Linked DNA regions of Mus musculus: regions 1 and 2 are each linked to region 3. The links are chromatin contacts, called in public Hi-C and HiCAR-type maps. All regions are on one chromosome and are shown on one strand. Each heading gives the region's core, a stretch centred on a gene start, on an enhancer-like site or on the middle of the called end of the contact. The rest is flanking DNA. Distances are from core to core; before and after follow the strand shown. Region 1 overlaps Gm30790 (predicted gene, 30790). Region 2 has its middle 3.6 kb from the start of Gm30790. Region 3 overlaps Gm30507 (a long non-coding RNA gene).

The links. A called contact is a pair of places that touch in the nucleus more often than the background predicts. HiCAR-type assays count read pairs that join an accessible place to other places.
Region 1: a HiCAR-type map of Th17 cells shows a contact between it and region 3, with 9 times the contacts expected there. The contact joins two enhancer-like sites. A contact is called at or near these places in 3 of 484 Hi-C or Micro-C datasets (LSK cells and liver), 9 of 115 datasets of contacts at active chromatin or transcription factors (T-cell acute lymphoblastic leukemia, Th17 cells, bone marrow-derived dendritic cells and 4 more) and 1 of 9 other capture datasets (embryonic stem cells).
Region 2: a contact with region 3 is called in a Hi-C map of uterus. The contact joins two enhancer-like sites.

Annotation. Positions count from the first base shown.
Region 1 is chr16:76,760,989-76,765,256 of GRCm38.p6, reverse strand. All of the region lies in intron 1 of Gm30790 (predicted gene, 30790), which reads left to right. Among named protein-coding and RNA genes, the nearest start is that of Gm30790, 16 kb to the left of the region's middle. Within about 2 kb of position 2,201, at least 41 of the 459 cell types and tissues checked have an H3K27ac peak or open chromatin away from gene starts, as enhancers often do. A contact at or near this core is called in Th17 cells, bone marrow-derived dendritic cells and regulatory T cells, where this site is marked.
Region 2 is chr16:76,780,729-76,784,746 of GRCm38.p6, reverse strand. No RefSeq gene overlaps it. Among named protein-coding and RNA genes, the nearest start is that of Gm30790, 3.6 kb to the right of the region's middle. Within about 2 kb of position 1,831, at least 10 of the 459 cell types and tissues checked have an H3K27ac peak or open chromatin away from gene starts, as enhancers often do. A contact at or near this core is called in uterus, where this site is marked.
Region 3 is chr16:76,225,148-76,228,927 of GRCm38.p6, reverse strand. The region is part of intron 2 of Gm30507 (a long non-coding RNA gene); the gene reads left to right. Among named protein-coding and RNA genes, the nearest start is that of Gm30507, 23 kb to the left of the region's middle. Within about 2 kb of position 2,282, at least 76 of the 459 cell types and tissues checked have an H3K27ac peak or open chromatin away from gene starts, as enhancers often do. A contact at or near this core is called in Th17 cells, bone marrow-derived dendritic cells, regulatory T cells and 1 more, where this site is marked.

The sequences.
Region 1 (4,268 bases), core at 952-3,451, 540 kb before region 3:
CTCCTCCCTTCTGCTCCCCTTCCCCTCTGCAGAATTTATGATCTTCTCCTGACAGGCTTCACATGCCTGGGGCCCATTGGGTAGGGCAGAGGTTTTGCCTCTTCTGAGTCCTGAAGTCATCCTGAGGAGGTGCTGTTACTTCACAGTGTCCCTGCAACACTGCAAAACAAACACACACAGAGTCATTTGGAACAGAAACTCTTTTTTGTCAAGGGCTGCTCTTCTTACAGAGTTTTCTTCTCTGAAAACATATTATTACTGTTATTGTTATTATTATTATTATTATTATCATTATTATTAGTAGTAGTAGTAGTAGCAGTAGTAGTAGTGGTAGTAGTTTTAGTTTTGCTGATTTGACTATGCCAACTGAAGATACTAACCAAATGATATGAAATAGGAAATATTATTGCTTTCAAAATGGTGTCAAAGACCAACAGAAAACCCTTCAAATCCATCTGCCACATGTCAGTTAGATGCTGTCCAGAAAACAGTCCAAGCATCACAATATCTTCCTTAGTTTCAAACTGCCAGTCCAACTCAGTTTAGATCCAGGCTGTGCTTTAGGTCTGAGGTACCAGGACTACCTCATTTCTTCCATAGATTCTTCTGGAGAAGAGCGAAGGACTGGACGCACTTGAACTCTGGAGATCACTGGATACCACCACTTGTTAGATTGTTGGCCAGGATTGGCACTGAATCTTCACACTCACCTTCCTCATGCCCCAAGCCTCCCACAGCTAAATCTAGACTTTTTGGCATCGAGTACAGGTCTGCAATTACCCTTATGACTTCAAAGCTCAGCTTCACAGGTAATTGGGGAATGTTAGCTATGTTCTTTATGCACAAGTTAACTCATTTACACGAGAACAATTAGTGTAACAGTGTCATGAGTCTGTGAGGATTCTATAGCTCACCCGAAGCTACTTAGGAACATATAAACATTCATGTATGCATAATTATCTATTAATGTCCTTTTATATTTTCATTATTTTTATTGTACAAATGAAAATGTTCTTTCTTCGTATCATATAGAATTGACACAGTGACATGAAAATGATGTAATTGGCTCATAAAACCTGGACCTGCCTACGATGTAAACTGAGGCCACTTTAGGGAAGCCAGAGGAAGATATCTTGCTGTGAAATGTGGTCTCCTGTCTGGGGATAAGTAGAAGATGCTGTAGAAGCAGAAGGTTCTGGCATTGTCTGGAAATGGTTCCTTCAGCCATATCAAGTGTGTGTATAAAACAGACCCCAGAAAAGCAGAGCTGCTAAAGAACTGTGTGTAAGCCAAGTGTCTCAATAATCTCCAGTGCCTGAGCTTCCTTCCTGTTGAGCTCGGTGACTGTACTCACTTAGGGACACCATCGCCGCCACCAAGAGAAAGGTCATGAAGCAGGGTTTCTATTAGCGCTGACATTTAACAAGGAGCGATTGATCTGAAAGCAGGCTTGATACTTAGATATAGTCTACCAGTGTTTTCCTAAAATTCCTTTAAAATGAGACTTAAGTCCACATGCTCTTTTTCTTGCCTCTGTGAATACTTTTTTTTTTTTTAAACTAGATCAAAAACTCCCAAAAGCTAGGTCAAGTACAATGCAGGATAATTCATGTCTTCAGTCCCTGTAAAAGGCAGAGAATCTGAGTATCTCCTAGTGAAAGGAGTAATCATAGTTCTTAATGGTATGAAGACACTAGTGACTGATCCCTAGCTATCCTGAGGCCTCATTGCTAACACATGAGCTCAGATGAAATCTAAAATTGCTATTACAGGCCCATTGCTGTGTATCATAATCATTTGAGATTAAAAAAATGCCATAGTTTTGAGTCTTTGGAAACTGCTGCACTTAAGTTCTAAACTGTTGCTTTTTAAAAAGGCTAATTTGGGGTTGGGTACATTGGTGTCTCTGTCTTATAAAACAGCAAGCTAAAAAAGAAAAAAAAGGAAAAAGAAAGAAAGAAGGAAAGAAAGAAAGAAAGTAGAAAAAGAAAAAAAAAACGAATGAAAAATGTCAGCAGAGACATTTTTTCTAGTCGATGTCAGCACAAAAGGGTGACTCAGTTGTTTCATCTCCCAACAGCTGCATGCTTTCATTGACATTTGGTGACCTTTCTTTGTGCACCCAGCCTAACCTCTTAGGTTATTTCCTGGCCTCCCTTCTGTGACCTATGACCGAGGCTGACCTTTAGCTGGAGAATGTGACATTTTGTTCTCCTCTAGCTGACATGTGATGCTCTCATTATTCAAAGGTATGTGAAAATAACGACCCAGAGTGACCTGTGAGTTTCCTTTCATTTATTGGTTGTTTTGGGTGCTTGTTCAGCATGTAGTGGCCTTGGTTGAAAGGGGGTGAGGCTGAGAAATGGAGGGGGAGAGGGTAGCCAATGTCTCTTTAAAAAAAAAAAAAAGTTCACAATTCTATCTGCTTTCCTGCCAGACGGGCCATTCGAATGTGCAAGAACACGTTAGTATTTCCTGTTTCTGGATTTAGGAACAGGGTTGGCCTTCAAACAACAGGTCTTCTTGGGGGAAACAAGCACTTCAATGCAGTGGGGAAAGCTATTTGTTTATTTATCTCCTTCCAACGAATGGTACCCCTACCTCCCTGCAGAGAATTTTTATGCATGAGTTTCCTGTAGATCCAGAAGGGATAATATACACACAAAGATAATGTCAAAACGAGTACTCAAGACACTTGTCATTTACATGCTAAATGTGTGACCCAGATGGAAACTGAAAGTGTCTTCTCTCTATAGAAAAGATTTTTGTTTTCATCATATATTCTAATAAATTTGATTATTCCTATGACAATTAGTTTAAGACCACATGTATATTGGTATGTAAGTGTACTCAACAGGTACAAAATATGGAAAAATAAAATTAAATCAAGGCACTGGTGAAATAACTGTCATAAATTACTTATGTATTTTAGAATCGACATGGAAGGTATTTACCTATAAGAATTAAATACTGAAAATAATATTTATCTCAAAATATCCCATGAAGTAATTTATGATTTCTGATATTACTTCATTTTTCAACAAGGTAAAGCATATTTCCACTTTAACAAACTTGTAGATCAGGAACCCAGTTCCTTTTATGAGGCATGTATCTGTTTCTGTTTTGCTCACAGTCAGTTCTCACTTCTCATATAAACATCCCTGGAACAGTTCCAACCAGTGCAGAAGATGGAGGACAGAAGTTTGGATTGCTTGACCAAAATGTAAACGTTGTTGTCTAGTCTGAGATTTCATCACTTTACAAAGCAAGATGCTGAGGTCACAGTGGAGTTACCAGTGGGCCTCTTAAGTACAGCATCAACTATGTCAGTTTCAGCAAGAACACTAGGCCCTCTTGGTGCAGGTTCATATAAAGTTCCTCCTTCTTTTTTTTTTTTTATTTATTACATATTTTCCTCAATTACATTTCCAATGCTATCCCAAAAGTCCCCCATACCCCTCCCACTTCCCTACCCACCCACTCCCCCTTTTTGGCCCTGGCGTTCCCCTGTACTGGGGCATATAAAGTTTGTGTGTCCAATGGGCCTCTCTTTCCAGTGATGGCCGACTAGGCCACCTTTTGATACATATGTAGCTAGAGTCAAGAGCTCCGGGGTACTGGTTAGTTCATATTGTTGTTCCACCTACAGGGTTGCAGATCCCTTTAGCTCCTTGGGTACTTTCTCTAGATCCTCCATTCTAAAGCCCCCATTTCTTCTCTACTTTCACCTCCGATTCTTGAAAAATGTAGTTTCACCATTATAGTGTTTTGTTGTTTTTTTGGTATAGTTAAAAAAATAAAAAACATCGTGGGTCCTGTGGATCTTTTCTCATGTGTGACTTAGATAATTGTTTAAACTTGTGTCAGGCTGATAATCCTCCAAATTTGCTTAAACAACCATTCTCTTACAACTTATAATATCTGTGATTAATTTCAAAGAGGCTAGGACAGATGTCAGTGCAGCATGAAATGTGTTGTTTATGTCCCAAGGAGCTGTGCCTGACTCCTCTGGAGTGCTACCTTCCTGGAGGAAGGTTGAGTTGACTTCTGATTTGTAAAATAATGCCATATAGGCTATAGGGTCAACAAATATTTAAATGGAAGCTTTATACAGGGAACTCCAGGAGTGATAAGATACTGTGTACTGCACCTGGCCTTCAAGGAAGTATGTTCTTTCTTGGATCATGCCAAAGTGCCGAACTCCTATAAGAAAGTTTTATATGTTTTAGAGTTTGACAAGATATGGTGGCTTGAGTCTGCAACATCAG
Region 2 (4,018 bases), core at 582-3,081, 560 kb before region 3:
AAGATTTTGCTGAAAGGACCCAGATATGGCTGTCTCTTGTGAGACTATGCCGGGGCCTGGCAAACACAGAAGTGCATGCTCACAGTCAGCTATTGGATGGATCACAGGGCCCCCAATGGAGGAGCTAGAGAACGTACCCAAGGAGCTGAAGGGATCTGCAATCCTATAGGTGGAACAACATTATGAACTAACCAATACCCCCACCCCGAGCTCGTGTCTCTAGCTGCATATGAATCAGAAGATGGCCTAGTCGGCCATCAGTGGAAAGAAAGGCCCATTGGTCGTGCAAACTTTATATGCCTCAATACAGGAGAATGCCTGGGCCAAGAAGTGGGAGTGGGTGGGTGGGGAGTGGGTGGGTGGGGAGTGGGTGGGTGGGGAGTGGGTGGGGGAGCATGTGGGGGACTTTTGCGATAGCATTGGAAATGTAAATGAAATAAATACCCAATTAAAAAATTTTTATTAAAACATAAAAAAAGAAATCTATTTCAAAATTTATACCTTGGAAAATCTCATCAGTGGAACTCCGTAAGCTATGATGATAACCCACCCAGCAAAACATAACCATAACTGCCATAGTGACATGGTTGAAATGGAGATCACCAATTATTTTCTGATTGTATTTAAGTCTCAGTCTACTGAAGGAAACACACACCTGGTAAATTCAGCCAAGAACCCATGGTTAGAGAGTTTACACACCATCGGGATAAAACTTCTGCTAACTGGATAGAGTGTCAAACTGCCATCTGAAGTTTTCTTTCTGTATTCATAAATTAGTGCAACTCTCAGATATCACCTGAGAAGTTTCTTTGTATAGTGGATAACAGTCAACTCAGAAGCTCACAACTGGTCAAAGTGTCTGTGGACTGTTCATCTACAAATGTGACATCGATCTCACTCTCAGGGACCATTGAGAAAGACAAGGTCAAAGATTGCAAGGGGCAGAAGACTCAGGGAATTGGAACAGAATAACAGAACCACTACACTCATGAACACATAAGAGCTATGGTTGTCCGTACAAGCCCTGCACAAAATCAATCCAGGTAGGAATTGGGAAAGGTACGATGATCCCTTACTTACAGATGACTCATTATTAAGAGTTGAAGGTGTCTGGAGTAGTTACAGTCAGGTTTATTTAGGGGTGTGGCCCTTGGTAGATTAAACATGCTTCATTGGATGGTCCCACACCACACTCATGAGTATATTGGTCAAATAAATCCCACTCAGTGAGAAAAAGAGAAGAGAACACAATGACACTGGAAGGGAAATTGAAGTAAGAGAAGATAGAGGGGAGGAATCATGGTGAATACGATGAAAATATAGTATATGTATGTAAGACATTCTCAAAGGATTAATGAAATATATTTAATTGAAAAATTAAAACCTTATTCCAATCTTCTGTGAAGTTATTTGCTCCAGAGTTTTTCTATGCCTTAGAGCCAAACACCTTAGGTTTGTTGTTCGTAGGGCGCTTTGCATTATTTGCAAAAACCGTGCCCATGTATTTAAATTATCCAGGAATTAACACTTATCTGCTACCTCTCCACTTCTTTTCCTGCTGTTTGCATTGAACTGAGTCCACTTCACTCTATTTAATGTCTATCCTTCTCCCTGTGTTAACTCCAGGAGGTGGGAAGGGAAAAGAACTGTGAGATGACTTAGGTAGCTTTACCACCAATTTAACGTAATGCACGCTGAAAGGGAACTAAATCCGTTGACTAACAACACAAAAAGCCATCTCTGGATGAATTTAGCCTGTGGCTCATCTGCTCCAGTACTTGACTGTAGTGAAAAAAATGCCCTAATGTGCAGTTTAGCTTTGGAAAGCTGCCTCTTGGGGTTAAGGGACTCTGCTGGCAGGCCCTAGTGCATTTTGTGGGCAAGCCGGGAGGCTGCTTCCCGGTAATACAATGGTGGGAAATCAACACTGTTGTCCCACATCAAGAATTCCTTCCAAGTCTCTAAAATGTGCTTCAAACTCATTTGCAGGACAAAAATAATAGCTGCTGAATCACAGAGTTCTGGTCAGACAACTCTGCCTCGTGTCTGCTGTGCAGTAATTCATAGTTCTGTTTACAGAGCCCATAGTTCTAATACAAATGAGTGTTACTCCAACTCATTAGAAAGGGAGAGAGATGGATTCTATTTGCAAATGTTAATTAGAAAAATCTGGAGTTCTAGGTCAGTCCTTGAACCTCCTTGTAGGACTGACAGGAGGGTCTTTGAAAAAATTATTTATATGGACAAGAAGAGGTCATAGAAATGAAGAAGTCTGATCAACCTCTCTCTCTCTCTCTCTCTCTCTCTCTCTGTGTGTGTGTGTGTGTGTGTGTGTGTGTGTGTGTGTGTGTGTAAGTCCACAATAAAACCCTTTATTTGATATGCTACTCAAAACAATGAAAAAGAACAGTTTGGATATCTCACAGTTTTAAACTTACTGGTAAAGATGAATATGGATCATAACAGCCATATAAATCATTACATATTGAGGCTGTAGTCTAGTGCACAGACAAGATCCTTCTCAACTAACACAGGTAGCTTTTATCTGTGCAACAGTGATGATCGGTGTACTATCTAGATCTTCACTTTAGTTTACTGGTCAACCAGACCTTTGAGAAATTGGAGGATTTCATGTGAAATCAACATAAGGTGACTATATCTAACACAATATTGAGGACATAATCATAGCAAAGACTTAGGTATCATTTATCTGAAATTCAACTTTAATGGGGTTTTCTGTATCTTTATTCCCTAAACTTAGCTGTCATCGTGTTCTACATATTCAGTCACCTTAATTCCAAACTTCCATTTCTGCGTCTTCTTGTCTACGTATGTGCATGTGTTTCATGCGTGCATCTGTACATGTATGTGTATGTTACAGATTTTTCTTTCATGTGCTTCATCCATACTCCAAACCATTCTGTCTAGTTGGTAATTTCCTTTCTCTCCATCTCTGGTGATTGTAGATCTGCTATTGTAAAAGTAACTTTTAAGGGCTGAATAACTCTCTTCTGTGTTTTGCCAAGCACAGAATCAAGGCTGGTGATAATTTGATTCACTGGTTCAGAGTACACTCTGATAACAATGATCAAAGCAGACTGGACTGCACCCTTGGCCTGACATGACAGTGGCATGAGAGATGGACGTTTGTCTTCCCGGCTGCCTGTAGGAGCAGGGAAGTTTTATGCATTTTGACTTCCACCGACTTTACAACAAATATCCACTCAGCATTAGTGTTCTACATATTGCAAGACTTACTAGTGGCTCAAGGCTTCAAATACACTAATCTTGACCTCATCGAGTGTATAATCTAGTAGGAGAAACTGGTAAGAAAACACCAGAAACAGTAAGGCTTTTAGTCATATTGCTTGGGGAGGTAGACACGGGCAGATTTCTGGGCCTCACTAGCCAGACCACAACATAAGTGGTGAGCCCCAGGCCCCTGTGAGAAAACCTGTCTCAAAACACCAAGGTTGACTAGTTCCTAGGAACAACCTCTGAGGGGAACATCTTGGTTCCATGTATATGTGTGCACATGCACACACACACACACACACACACACACACACACACACACACACACACTAAAAAGAAATAATGACTGATACCATTTTAGTATAGCTTCTTCAATACTTTTCTGTAGATTACTTTGCACAGTGTGTATGTGGAGGTGTCGAGGGGAGGATGGGGTGGGGTGAGTGGGAGGGGCTCTGTTTAAGATTTTCTTCCATGTGGGGCTCATCTGTACTGTGCCTAGCCATTCTGCCGAGTTGGTAATTTCTTTCTGTCTCTGCGGGTTCCATATTAAACAACCAAATGGGCTCGGGTGACGACTTACTGAGAGCAAAAATTAGCCTGAGTGCAGGTCTAAGGGACTCTTCTCTAAGAAAAGAACCTGAGCGTTTGCATGTGATTTCTATTTTGAGCCCTCAGAGGCCTTTCCCCACCTTGCTTCCTGGGTTCAGCTGCATTCCCGGTACTTGAGGTTACCTGAGAGACAACCTCACTGTAAGCAAGT
Region 3 (3,780 bases), core at 1,033-3,532:
AGGGCCTCTCTTTCCAGTGAAGACCGACTAGGCCATCTTTTGATACATATGCAGCTAGAGACAAGAGCTCCGGAGGGTACTGGGTAGTTCATATTGTTGTTCCACATATAGGGTTGCAGTTCCCTTTAGCTCCTTTGGTACTTTCTCTAGCTCCTCCCTGTAAACATGTTTTATCCTTCAGTGAAACTTGGCAACGAAGCTTCCATTGTCCCAAAGTGTAGACTAACCGTACTAACAGAACATTGCAATGTATTAGCCCACCCTCCCATGGGATTCAAACTGAGCGATTTGGAGAACTCTTTGTACCAGTTTGTAACCAGATTATCTTGGGTAAGGAAAAGGAGAAAGGAGGTGTTCTGTACACAGTGCCTACAGGAGAATAGATAGGAAAAAAGAGCATGGGGAGGCCTACGTGGTTACTACTGTGTCACAGAGGAGACATGCAAAGGGCAGAAGTGAGGAGACTACACATAGCCACATATCAACCAATGACCAACATGCAGTGCACAGATCAGGACTCTGAACTGCTTGCTGAGTCCCAACCAACTCCTAACTTTGGCCAGTCCCTGACATAATGTTCCTGTTCTCCACAGAGTCCTGAACTGATTCCTACAACACACACACACACACACACACACACACACACACACACACACACACACACAGAGAGAGAGAGAGAGAGAGAGAGAGAGAGAGAGAGAGAGAGAGAGGTGGAAATTCAGGTTCAGACAAGTTTAGCGCACTGCTGAAGTCAGAGATGGTGAGAGGTGAGGACCAATTGGGAATACAGAGCTGCCTTTTGAGCTAAATTTGGCAGCCCCAGGTTAGAGTGCTGCAGCCCACTAGTACCGAGGTGCATGTCAAACGCAGGAGGGCTTTCTGTCTTCCTCCTTAGCTTCCATCCTTCCCTCCTACTCATCTCCTTTTAAAAAGACACCTGTCTTACAGCTCTGGAGAAATCCACAGATTGGAGTGTACAGGTGAGGCTATCACAGGCAGGGTCTCAGAGCAGTTCCCCACCCCCACCCCCACCCCCATGAGCAACAGTCTGTGAGGAAGAGATCGAGGACAGAGAGCATCGACTGACTTATTTTAGAGCACACACAGAAATTCCGAAAATGGGGATTAGAGAGTTTCCAAGATGCTTTTGAACTCTAGCTATGAACTCATGGAAAAAAAAATTCCAAATGGAATCCAAGGTGGGAAAAGATGTACAAATACCTTCACAATGCTTTGGGCTTCATGAAGACCTCTGGCCCGACGCTCTGGCAGAGCAGTGTGAGAGAAACCTCTCTGGCAGGCACCTTTTTGTATGTACTATCTGGAAATATGCATTGCATTTCTTCCCTGGTTAGTTTCTGTTTCTGTTTATGAAGGAGGACCTTCCAGGGGATTGCGTGGGACCTCTCCCTTTTTGATCATATTTTATCATCAGAGACAGAAAAATGTACTGAACACAGGAAGATAGTTACTGCAGCAGAACTCCCTACTCCATTGCTAGGAGAGAGATTTATAGAGTGGACAAATGGGACAGAGAAGGAGCTGTGGGAGGGGAAGAGACATGTTAAGGCAGAGAAGTCAAGGTTTCAGGGTGGGACAGTTGAGTGGCACCAGGTAGTGGGATCAGAAGGTGAAGGAGTCAAAAACACATAAGACCAAGGCAAACAAAGACTCTTGGGGCCCTCCCAACACACCATCTACTTTGGGGTGTGCAGTCAACTGTGTGTGGATCCAATCCCATTTCTATCTAAAAGGGACAGCGAAGGGTAGCATGCTTAGAGTACAGCATGATCCTTCTTACATAATGATTTCTTTAAAACAAAAGGAATGAGGAGGAAAATCTTTTTTTTTATTAGAAAATTCTCTCAGACAGAAGGTTGGAAACAGCTAGCTCAAATAAAATTTAGTGTCTTCAAACTTTGAAAAGAAGGAAGAGAAAAAAAAATTAATCATGAGCAGTTCTTCAGTAGAAGAACTGAAAGCAGACGGCATTCATGTAATACCAGCCTACAAGGCTGCAGAGCCTCCAAATCCCTGCCACCATTTGTCAAATAACTGCTTCAACGCTTAGTTTCCCCCCAAATGCCCTCCTAAATATAGTGCCTTCCTTTTGGTCAGCATCCTAATCAATAAGATTGGGTCTCTCAAGCTGTATCCCATACTTTGAAGTCTCAGATTGACTCATAAGGAATTTCCATCCGTCCTCACAGCTGCTGAGAAGGGAGCCCTAGCAGAAGGAAGGAACGCGTGCTCTCCCCACACTTCCTTCCTGTCTGCGCTGTTCCTGGCTGGGTTGTGCAGATGCATCCCAGCGTCTCAGAGGTCACTCGGCACATTGTTCACAGTGTGGATGCATCTAGAGCATAGTGTGTTTAGAGCGGTATCCAGGTCTCATTTTTGTGCTAGATATTACCAGAAAATCTTATAAGCTGTGCAAAAATATTAATTATGAATACATTTACCATATCTTTATTTCACAAGTCCTGTCATTTTTTCTGTAACTGAGTGTATTTATTACTCTTTAAAAAAAATTCAAGTAGGAAGCAAGTGACAGTATTCTTGTGTAATTACTAAGTTGTGAGAAAAAAAATCTTTCTACAAAAGTTTTTGAGCTGAATATGGTGACAAACACCTGCAATTCTGTCAACCTGGAAGATTCAGACAGGAGGGTTATGAGTTGGAGGCCAGTCTGGCTTGTACATTAAGACATGTATCATCTATTCATGCCCCCACAAATGGGGTGACTCACAAGGTAAGACCTTTTAGAATAATGACTGACGTGTTCGGAACACAATGGACTCTGTGTTATTTGCTCTTGTAGAAGGGGCACTTTAGACTTTGCCTTATAGGACGATCAGTTGGAAAGTTCCAAGTCAGGATATGCCTTGCGTCTCTATGCCAGCACTGTGTCTATCCTCTGGCTTCATGTGTGAGTCGTAATATTGCTTAGGATGTCAGATTTGGTTTGTCTCTTATTCCCACGAGGTTCATGATGTACGTGGTCCTGTTTCTTTCCTCTTTCTGCATTCTTCACCGACTTTGAGAAACCCTTCTCAACTCCACAGTACTTGACACTTGGTGCTTTTAAAAGCAAAAGCAAAAGAACGAACACACAAGGAATAGACTCTGCTGTCTTAAGATAGGCAGTCAAAGAACTACCTGAAAACGTCTGAGATTTTATCTCTTCTAGAGAGTCTAATCTCAGGGAAGAACTGGGTGAGCAGAGAGTTCACGAGTGTATTCTTTTCATAAGATTCAAAAAGTTTAAAAAAAAAAAAGCCCGATGTCCAATTGCAAGGCAAGAGATAAAGATCAAAGACTTGTTTTATTACAATATTTTCATTTTTATTGAACAGATTCATTTTGGACTTTGGCTTGGTTTGGGAATGTTTACCTTTTAATAAGTGATCTGTTTAAATGTGGATCAGAGAACAAGGCTTTCTGTTTTACAGTTGAACTTTTGACCTTGGTGGGGGTGTGAACGGGTGGAGACTAAGAGGAAAGTCCGCTGTGTTTGTACTGAACTTTTTACCCATTTAAAAAAAAAAGAAAGAGAGAGATAGAGAGAGGCGAGTTTAAAGTTCACAGAGTTCACAGGAGGTCTCTATTGGGGATTTCTGGTATTATTAACTTCCTGACCTCAGATAATTAAAAAGGAAGAGCAGGGCCACCTCAGACTGTGACTCAACTTTGAACTCTTAACCTCGCCAGTAAAGCATTTCAATTGTAAATGGTAGACCCTGAAGCTTGCTTGCTGTGATCAACCAGTTTTCATCCCCG